Regions from separate parts of the Mus musculus genome. Here all the other regions are linked to region 1. The links are chromatin contacts, called in public Hi-C maps. All regions are on one chromosome and are shown on one strand. The core of a region is the stretch at or near the end of the contact, and the rest is flanking DNA. Distances in the headings are between cores, read along the strand shown.

The links. A called contact is a pair of places that touch in the nucleus more often than the background predicts.
Region 2: a contact with region 1 is called in a Hi-C map of uterus. The contact joins two enhancer-like sites. A contact is called at or near these places in 8 of 484 Hi-C or Micro-C datasets (embryonic fibroblasts, epidermal suprabasal cells, neural progenitor cells and 1 more).
Region 3: a Hi-C map of uterus shows a contact between it and region 1, with 5 times the contacts expected there. The contact joins two enhancer-like sites. A contact is called at or near these places in 8 of 484 Hi-C or Micro-C datasets (the AML12 cell line, adipose-derived mesenchymal stem cells, nephron progenitors and 1 more) and 1 of 115 datasets of contacts at active chromatin or transcription factors (stem cell-derived neural progenitor cells).

The regions. Positions count from the first base shown.
Region 1 is chr8:115,942,210-115,945,667 of GRCm38.p6, forward strand. No RefSeq gene overlaps it. Among named protein-coding and RNA genes, the nearest start is that of Gm31164, 37 kb to the left of the region's middle. Within about 2 kb of position 1,507, at least 58 of the 459 cell types and tissues checked have an H3K27ac peak or open chromatin away from gene starts, as enhancers often do. A contact at or near this core is called in neural progenitor cells and uterus, where this site is marked.
Region 2 is chr8:116,142,689-116,146,146 of GRCm38.p6, forward strand. No RefSeq gene overlaps it. Among named protein-coding and RNA genes, the nearest start is that of Gm31225, 46 kb to the right of the region's middle. Within about 2 kb of position 1,688, at least 66 of the 459 cell types and tissues checked have an H3K27ac peak or open chromatin away from gene starts, as enhancers often do. A contact at or near this core is called in neural progenitor cells and uterus, where this site is marked.
Region 3 is chr8:116,115,221-116,118,678 of GRCm38.p6, forward strand. No RefSeq gene overlaps it. Among named protein-coding and RNA genes, the nearest start is that of Gm31225, 74 kb to the right of the region's middle. Within about 2 kb of position 1,576, at least 61 of the 459 cell types and tissues checked have an H3K27ac peak or open chromatin away from gene starts, as enhancers often do. A contact at or near this core is called in uterus, where this site is marked.

The sequences.
Region 1 (3,458 bases), core at 257-2,756:
CAAGCTGTGCATGTATAAAGTACATATTATTGGATGTTTCTTGCAACTTTGGGAGGGAAACATCTTTTTTTTTCCTATTTTTCTTCTAAGAACCAAGTGTTACAAGTAAATTAGATAGAATATCAACCCTTCAAAGCTTATATGCAAGCTCTCTGTGCTAAACTGAGTGAGAAGTGGAGTCCAGAGACACAGAGTACAGGACCTGTTCCCCAGCACTTACAGCTAAGAAGCAGGGCTGGAGGGCCTGTCTACCCGTGCCCCTTCTAAGAGCCCCACAAAACATATGTACTTTCATTTACAGCAAACCACAATGAAGAAAAAAAAGGCCTATTGTGACACATGGCTAAAGCTTCTTTAAAAAATAGAAATGGGTTCTTTTTTTTTTTTTTTTTTGGTTTTTCAAGACAGGGTTTCTCTGTATAGCCCTGGCTGTCCTGGAACTCACTTTGTAGACCAGGCTGGCCTCGAACTCAGAAATCTGCCTGCCTCCGCCTCCCAAGTGCTGGGATTAAAGGCGTGCGCCACCACTGCCCGGCTAGAAATGGGTTCTTTAAGGCTACTGGTAACATGGACTGAAAGTTCTGGAATCTTCAAATTTGTCTTAGCTGATCTACACAATCACCACAGGCCTGTTTATATAAAAAAGTATGGCACATGCTTTGATTGCCACAACTAATAAATCCGCACAGCCTCCCTCCCCCCACCCTTTTTTTTGACATAAATCCTCTTCCCCCGTGGCTCTTTAGTATGCAAGGCACATCGGGAACATTAGCAGTGCAAAGGGATAAATAATCTGGTAATTGATCTGGGATGTGCAGATTTTTACCTCAAATTTCTGTTTATGGTTGAAGGTCATAAGCTATACAAACCTCTATTGATCAGCCTCTTTTCTTTAAGCAGAACCTACTGTATCTGTTTGTGCTGCTCTCCCAAAGTCAAACAAAAGGGCACACACGGAGCTAAGCCTCAGCTTGGCACTGTGGACATGTGGCCCGGCTCACTCACGGTACAGATGTTTTCAATCTGCACAGTTTGTCTTTCATATCCATACGCGATGAAACAGCCTTTGCTTAGCCTGGGAGACATGCCAGCGAGAGAAGACACAACGCTTAACCCTTCACAGGCACCGTCTCTACTCCCTGTGGGCAGGAAGCTGGGAGGCTAACGGGAGATATGTCTCGGAGCTTTCAGAGATGCTTCTGTTCATAGTGGATGTGCCTGGAATCAAAGACCCCCTTCCCATCCTCTCCCATCACCATGCCCGGTCTGTACCCCAGAGACCTTGACAGTTCCTCCACGCTGCACCTGTGGAAACAGAGAGCAAGAAATTGAAGGGGAGACTGGTTAGACCCGAGCCCCTGGCTGCACTGTTTCTTCCCAGGGCAGGAGGAAAGGGCAGCCGCTTCCCTCAGCTAATCAGGCGCTGAGTAGGTGAAGGTGTCTTTTTCCAAGCTGGTTTAGTCTCAGCTTGACTGGCTCATTTTCCTGAATGCCAAGCCACGGAAGAGAATCCATCTGAGCCTTCACTCACTGCTTCCTATCTGGACTTGAAGTCCCCACAGCAGCCACTTTCTAACTACTGAGTGTCTTCAAGTGAATCGTTCAGCTCCCTGGAGTTTCTGACCTCCATTGTAAATCTGTAATGCTATTGATCTCAAGCTACACCTTGAAAGTACATAGGGTGCTGTATTAGAAGCCCCTCAATGTGTATGGCCCACTCTTGTATTACAAGAGCCTCTTTAATTGTTGTTTAATATAAAATGTTCTTCACTGGGCTTCAAAATTCAGATAAGATTCAAAATAATATGAACCGTACAAGTTAAATGTTACTTCTTCAATAGGAAATCTTTGTAACACCTAATTAACTCTTTCTGCCTCTATCTGATATCTGTCCTTCTTTCCTCCCTTCTCCCTCCCTCCCTCCTTCCCTCCCTTCCTTTCTCTCTCTTTGATCTTTATCTCTCTGTGCCTGTTTGTCTCTCTGACTCTCTGTCTCTGTGTTTCTCTCTGTGTGTTTCTCTGTCTCTCTCTCTCTCTCTCTCTCTCTCTCTCTCACTCTCTCTCTCTGTGTGTGTGTCTGTCTTTGTCTGTCTGTCTGTCTGTCTGTCTGTCTGTCTGTCTCTCTCTCTCTCTCTCTCTCTGTGTGTGTATGTGTGTGTGTGTGTGTGTGTGTGTGTGTGTGTGTGTGTAGACCAAAAAGACAACCTTGACTGCTCAAACACACCATCCCCATTTCTTTTTCTTTTCTCTCTGTCCTGGGAATTGAACTCAGAGTCTCTGATAGGCTAGGCAAGCATTAAGCATTCCACCACTAGTGTGCACACATCCCCAGGCAACCTAGCTTTGTTGCTTATTGTGTTTCTTTGAGACAGTCTCTCACTTGCCTGGAAGAGGCTAAGCACGTGAGCTTCAGGGATCTATCTGCCTGGCTCTGCCTTGCCAGTTCCGAGTTTACAAACATATGCTGCTTTGCCTTAAAAGCAAAAACAAAAGCAAAGCTTGGATTCTAGACATTGAACTCAAGCATTTACCAGCTGAGCTCCTAGATCTTTTCCATATTCTGAGAAGACACTCCCAAACATAGCATGATGTGCCTCCCATGAAATGTACAACAGCTCAGCAACTAGACACAAGAGTCTATCAACAGAAGCAAGCAAGCTTAGATTCCAGGATTGGTAATGGTCACCATGACCTTTGTTAAACATAGCAATTTATAGCTCAACAGCTCCATTGCCTATAATTTTATATGGAGATTTCCCCATCACTCCCTGGTCTGCGTATCCCTAGCAGGCCACACTCTCAGAGTTGAGACCAGAGGTTTCTGACTCAGAATTATGGTTCTCCCCCAGCTTATGTATTTGCCAGTCTGATAGCCCTTGAGTCTTTTTATTCTGGAGATATTGAGGTCTTGCTTCCCTCCCTGCCCATGAAACCTTGAAAACATCCTAGAGAGGTAAGAAGGGATGGTGATCAACTACAAGTTTTCCTTGGAGAGAAGAGAGCTAAAAGCCAAACCTACTGATGCTCTTACAGCTTCCCTGCTTTGAGCCTAGCCCCTCCCCAGACTTGCCTCTGCTTTCTGACCTTGCTCTTGCCCCCTCAGTACTCCTCCTAATTTTATAAACTCCAGATGGATTGTTCTCCAGTTTAGCTATACGTCTACATGTGTGTGTTATATATAATATATAATACATATAATTAAATTTGGCGACCAATCCATCTGGACATTGATATAATACTTTATCTCTCTATACATACATATGCAATATATGCTTACACATGTTATATAATACTAACTATTCAGCTTTCGCACTTTATTGATCTAGCTTCATCAAACAAAACCATTTGCTTCCATGCTATCTGTCTTAGTGGCTGCTCTCTTCAAATATGTATTTAGAAGCTTAAAAAACAATACACACAACTATGCAACTATGGGGGAGTATTTAAAAGAATATAAG
Region 2 (3,458 bases), core at 438-2,937, 200 kb after region 1:
TTGGACTCACTGGTCACAGTTTCTCCTTCTCTCTCCCCCTTCTTTCCAAGAAGAATCGACCTTGTAAAAGAATCATGGCACTGGGCAGGTTGGGAGAGTGGAAAGAAAAGAAGATTCAAATATTCACTGAGCACAGACTGCATACCAGACATGGGTCATGGTGCCTGCCACTTAACAGACATCCCTTCGATTAGTGTTCACAGGATGCAAGAGAACAGAGGCCCAGTGTAATTAAGCTGCTCACCCAGGGGCTCAAAGATGGTCCAGGCTTTCTCTGATTCTAGTTCCCTACATCTTTGCTTTCTTCCAAGAGTTCCCTCTTCCATGCCTCTTGTGAGTACGTACTACAAGAGGGAAGGTCAAGAGGCAGGGACAAAATTCTCAGAGCTTGGGGCAGAGGATAAACAAAGAGGCCTTTGATTCTTCTTGTCCATCAGAGACAAGGTCTGGGAATAGCTCAGCTACGGGTGGCCTCAGGGGTCATAGAGCCCCAGTGTAGCCACCTCACTCTAGTCCAAAGCATACAGTCTTCCTGCAGTGTTGACTCCCTCTGACTCAGACATCTGAGACTCCAGGACAGATCCCTGAGGTAGGCCTGATTCTAAGCCCCTTCTAACCCTCAAGGTTCCCTAAGACAAGGAAAGTGTTACCTAAGGGCCTATACACTCACAGACACACACACAGATACACATACATACCACAAACACACACATACTACACACACCACAAACACACACATACACACACACAACACATACACCACAAACACACACACTACTCACACACATACACACACCACACACACACCCCACAAACACACACATAAACACACATACCATACACACCACAAACACACATACACACACACAATACACACACCGCAAGCACACATACCACTCATACACATACACACATCCCACATCACACACACTCCACAAACATATACATATTATACACACCACAAACACACACATACATATGCACACTACACACACCACAAACACACACACATGCCACTCATATACACACACCCTGCTCCACACACAGACATAAACACACACACACACACACACACACACACACACACATGCACACACGCACACACACACATACTGTGCAGTGTGAGAATCAAAGTCCCTAGGGACTTTGTCAGCTCTCAGCTCTTACTTATCCACACCCTGACTGTGGAATGGAACGTTCCTGGAGATGGGGTCAGAGGGTACAGAGTGAGGCCTTCACCTGAACCTGGAGGGGCTGAAAGCTGCTTCCATCCGAGCTCTGCTGGGATTTCCTTTACACTGCCCCAGCTCTGGGTCTCTTTTCTCACTATTTTTACTCATGTAAATGTGGCTCAGATCCCTGCCAACACGCTCCGCGTGTAATGTTGTTTAATAACTCCAGCCACCTCCATGAAATATTCATTATTCTCCTCTCCGTTGGAGTGTTCACCCAGGTTCCCAGAAATTTCTCTAGCTCTTGTTTTCAAGACAGCCCCCTAGCAGGAGAGCCCTGCGGGAGGGCCTGGACTCCCCATCTGAGGCTGACTGAGGAACTTGGGGTGCCTCCAGAGATTAAGGCCAAGGGCTCACCTTTGCTGGTTTCTCAGGGTAGAACCTACAGGGCTCCAAACAGTGTGCAGGAGCAGGATGAGTCAGCCCCCACTCCAGGGAAGGGAGCAACCTTTCGTTTTCAGATGAGCATCCGGCTTACTCAGCTGCAGTAGGCAGGCATCAGGACTTGGCTTCTGACACCTAGGCAAAGAGCGCCGCCTGTTGAATGCTGGCAATATGTGTTTCCTCCAGAGCTCCGGGCTGGACCCTGGGCTTCCTGCAGGGTCTCCTGAGCCCCCTCCAGTCAAAAAGGGGAAAGCAGGTTGCTCTCCACTGTATAGATTTTTTTGCTGACCATGCATGAAATAAGGCTAAAGCCCTGGATAGATTTTGCAAGCTAGAGAAAAAGGAGTCTACTTGTGATAGCCTATCAGATGATTAGGGATTCTCTATCTCTCTTTCTGTCTCCCCTCTCCCCTCTTTCTTCTTCCTGTCTTTCCTCCTATATATCTCTCTGTCTCTCTGTCTCTCTCTCTCTCCATAAGAGACATCCCACACTCTCTGTGGGTACCATTGGAGTTAATTTATTGAAGTAGGGTTAAAAAAACAAAGAAAAGAGTGACCACATGCGCAAGAGAGTCAACCTAGCATCCCAAAGTGGACCCATCTGAAGCATCCGCCTATGGATGAAAACCTTGAAAGAAAACCTCCCACACAGCCAGTCATGCCTCCAAGGGAAACTAAACCATGTCCTGCCATCTCTCCCCTCAGGTCACTCCTACCACCTCCACCTGTCAGTGGGCAACATACACATGGAACCATCCATTGGACATCGTGTTCCTGTGCCCTGAAGTCTACTTCCTATGATGCACTCCTTCTGGCACTGTTATGAACCACACTTCTCATAAATGGGGGGAGAGGGGCAAGATCATATAACTGGGGACAAGAGACATGTTGCAAACCACTGAATTCGTCCTTGGCATTTTTGTAATCAAATAAGGATTAGCAAAAAGTCAGTCATCAGCCAGAGGGTACACAGCAGGGATACCCTTGTATCAGAAGACAAGGTTCCTTCAGTGCCTGCCACAGAGTACAGAGGACTCAGCACCTGACCAGGACCTAAAATGTGGTTACCACGTATCATGCCACAGAATCCCCGGAGCAAGCTTTTCACTACGATCCTTGATGTACATCCCTGTTTGCTGGCATCTCCATTACTTAGCACAGCAATTTTACACTGTGTTCTCATCCCAAAAGAAAAAAAACATGGAAATCATGGGGCTGGAGAGATGACTCAAAGTGTGAGAGTGATTTCAGGGCCATCAGGAGGTCTTGAGTTCAGGTCCCAAGACATAAATGAAGAACCAAAGTGTGGCACCACATACACCTACAACCCCAGTGTTGCTGGGGACAGGGGCTTTGCTGACCTAGCTGAGCTCTAGATTCAGTGAGAGATCTTATTAGGAACAAAGGAATAAGGTAAAGAATGATAGAGGCTCTTCTCTGGCCTCTGCTTGCCTATGTAGGTGTATGCATGCACATAGACAAGAGGATACATGTACATACACACACACACACACACACACTGAAATAACTTATCAAGCTCTGATTCTCTCACTGCATATGATGGAGCTCAGTAAGATGAAATATGGAAGATTTCATAGTACCGGTTCCTTATAGAATATCCCATGATAGAAGGCATCTATTGGTCACACACCTGGGTTTTAGAACTAGATGGGCCAGGATTGCATGTTCACCCCTAGCACTTAGGAATGTTGTTGGTTTGAATGTGAAGTGTCCCGAAAGGCTAACATATTTGAACAGTTGGTTCCAGGTAGTAAAGCCAATTGAGAAGGTTATAGAACCGTTAGGAGGCACAGTCACTATGGGAAGTCAGTCACTGGGACC
Region 3 (3,458 bases), core at 326-2,825, 170 kb after region 1:
TAGCCAGGGCACAGTTAGCTATGATTAGTTGAACATCTATTGCTCCACAGCGCTGCCATAGAACTGTCATCCTCCCCTGTCCTCCACCTTGACAATGTCAGTAAGCAATCCACATTCTGACTCTTCTTTAATAAGTGAGGATTGTGGACTCAGAAGATGGAAACAGGCTCACCTTTGGGTAACTAGTGAATAAGAGAGTCAGCTATGGAATGGAAGCCTATAAGGGATTCTCTCAGGCTTTTAAGTGACGTGTCTGTCTATTCAACTGTACATCTTAGGCAGTTCTGAATGAGTTGGGGCAAGGTGTGTGTGTGTGTGTGTGTGTGTGTGTGTGTGTGTGTGTGTGTGTGTGTATGTGTGTGTATGTGTGTGTGTGTGTATGTGTGTGTGTGTCTGTGTGTGTATGTGTGTGTGTGTGTCTGTGTGTGTGTGTGTGTGTGTGTGTGTGTGTGTGTGTGTGTGTGTTCGTGTATGCAACATGAACATAGTCTCTAAAAATACTAAGAGTTCAGACCTGCCAGAGGGAAGGAAGGCAGGCCCCTCTCATTCCTAACTCTGAACCCCAACACTGGGATTTGCATAGTGAGTTTAAAAAGAAGGCCATGCAGAGAAGAACATTGTGAGCCACGATCAGGCAGTAGGGCGCATCGGGAGCCAAATCTGGATCCTTGATGGAACCTAAGCCAAGTGACTGGTTGGGGTTGCTAGGTTATGGAGTACTGGCAGAGAGGGGAGGCTCGTGATGAGGAGGGAATGTACCAGTGGGCTCCTTGGTTATGGCTAAAATCCCAAATTGGTGACTGTCGGGTCTTGGCATCGGCAGCCCTGACTATGTAAAGCTGTTATCACCGTGTTTGCGTTTATTAAAGCCTGTAATTATTATCCTGACTCACGGAGCGCGTGTGCGTCCTCTAAGCCTGGGTCCGCGCATCCTCCTAAGTCACATTTGATCAGCCTGAATGGGGGCCAAGCTTCTTTGGCTAATATTGACGTTGGCAGGGGGCCAGCTGTCCGGGGTTAGAGGAGCTGAAAAGCCTGTTCTCCTTCTCACTTGGTTTTGTCAGGCTTTTCAAAACGTAACTGTTTTGGATCACCCCGCAGTTAAAACTGCATCCAAACCCTGCCCCCCTCCCTTGCCTCTTCTTCCCAGATCCCCTCTAAGCCCCATTGTAGGTGACTTTTATTTTCCAAAATGATTTCCCTTATGCCAGATTTGCTCTTGGATTAGACTGGAAATTCAGAGAGAGAGAGAGAGAGAGAGAGAGAGAGAGAGAACAAAAACAAAAACAGTTACTTTTTCCCTTCCTTTTTGTTCCTCCCAACCCCCCGTAAGTTTGAGATTGTTGTCCTAAAGGGGTAAAACACACACAAAGTAAAAGAACTGGATAAAACAAAAAAAGAGTGAAGAAAATATTAAAAAAGAAAAGGAAATAATTCTGGCATACAGATAGCATGAGAATGAGTCCCTTTCTAAAGGCTTAGGGAATGTATCCCATGTCTCTTTGTCCATGTGTTCTGTCCACGTTGCTAATTACACTTCATTAACAGCAGTCACCAGAGTGTGACATCATGGGTAGTGTCTCCCTGACAACCAGCATCCCGAGTCTTAGATATCCAGCTCCTTCAGTGGCTCACACCATGGTAGTTTGCTCCTCGTGTTCTCAGGTTCCTCATTCCTAACAATACGCTTGGCTGTCCTTGGCGAGCCTCCTGTCTCCTTCCAGGGCTCGCCATCCACGTGACAATTACAGAGTCATCCTCATTTGCTCCTCTCTTTCCCTATCTATCCACTCTTTTAATCTCCCCTCCCCCCTCTCTCCTCGAGTGCCTGTGTGTGTGTGTGTGTGTGGGGGGGGGGGGGTCAGAGGAACATCTCAGGTGTCAGTGCTTTTGCCTTTGCCTTGTTGGAGGCAGGTTCTCTTGCTCACCATCACTATTGCCTACCAGCTTCTAGAAATCCTCCTGCCTCTGCCTCCTATCCCAACACAAAAGACCTGGAATTACAAGCGCACACTATCACATCCATCTTTATGTGGTCTCCCAACCTAGGTCCTTATGCTTACCAACAAGTGGTTTATCCCTGGACCATCTCCTCAGCCCTGTCAATAACACCTTTATCCATCTTTTCTTGATAACACGCTCAGTGCTCATCACTGTAACATTGTGTCAGGCTCCCCTCTATACCTCCTAATTCATTTCTAGCAGAGAATCATTTCTGACCATGGCAGCCTCTTCTTTATGAGCCTTGAGTGATTCCTCCATTCCCTCAAAAGAAAGTCTAAAATGAGCTCAAGGCTATTTCTTCACTTACTGATTTGTTTTTACCTTTTGGAAATTTTATTTATGTATTTATTTAATTATCTGAATCTTTATTTATTTACATAGTCTTTCTGTGTAGCCTAGGAGATGTCCATCAACAGACAAATGGACAAAGAAGAGACAATACCTCTATTCAATGGAATCTTGTGTGTGTGTGTGTGTGTGTGTGTGTGTGTGTGTGTGTGTATGTATATGTATATATATATATACACACACACACATATATGTATACACATATATGTATACACACACACACGTGTTGTGTGTGTGTGTGTGTGTGTGTGTGTGTGTGTGTGTGTGTGTGTGTGTGTGTGTATTTGACACTTGGATAAAAATGGATGCAACTGGAAACATCAGGTTAAATGAAATAAGTCAAAGCGCATAACAAGAAGAACCCATGCTTTCTCTTTTATACAGAAGCTAGATTTAAAAGTGTACATATTTATACATGCATAAAAATAAAGAGAGGATAATGAGAGACAGAGACAGAAAGGAAAAAGTGAGTGGTCATTTCAAATAGCTCTCCTGATGGGGAGTGCAAAGACCTGGATGGAAACCAAGTCTGAGTCACCCTTGGGTCTCTCATTTACCACTGCTCAATACTAATCTTGACTCCCATGATCCTTCGCCCTGAGAAGGGATCATCTTAGCATCCCTTGCTGATTAGGAAATCTCTCCCAGGACTCAGGACTCATTTCTCCGTGCAACTTCTTCTCTCCAGTGTTTAGAAACCCAGCAGGAGGAAAGGACTGTAGTTCTTATGGTCTGTGTTTTTGCCCAGACTTGCCATGTTCCATGGCTCCTCCAACCAAGTCCAGCAGCTGCACAGTAAGCCAAGTTGACAGGGTGTGCAAGAAATACACCAGAGAAAAGAATCAGTTTAGGGATGCCATTCTGTAGGACCATTGCTGACTAGCCTCCTTTTGGCAAACATTTAACATTGAGTGTTAGGAGTAGAGCAGAAAGAAGACAGGAGGACTGGAATGTGTCATGATTTCTTCCTCAAACTCTGCCCCAACCCAGCCTGCTTCCACCCAGCTTCTCCCCTCTCACCGATCAGCCTCATTCACTTCCTCCTCCTTTTAAATCTTTTCCATGAACCTTGACAGAACACTGGGAAATTCCATCACCACGGCCCC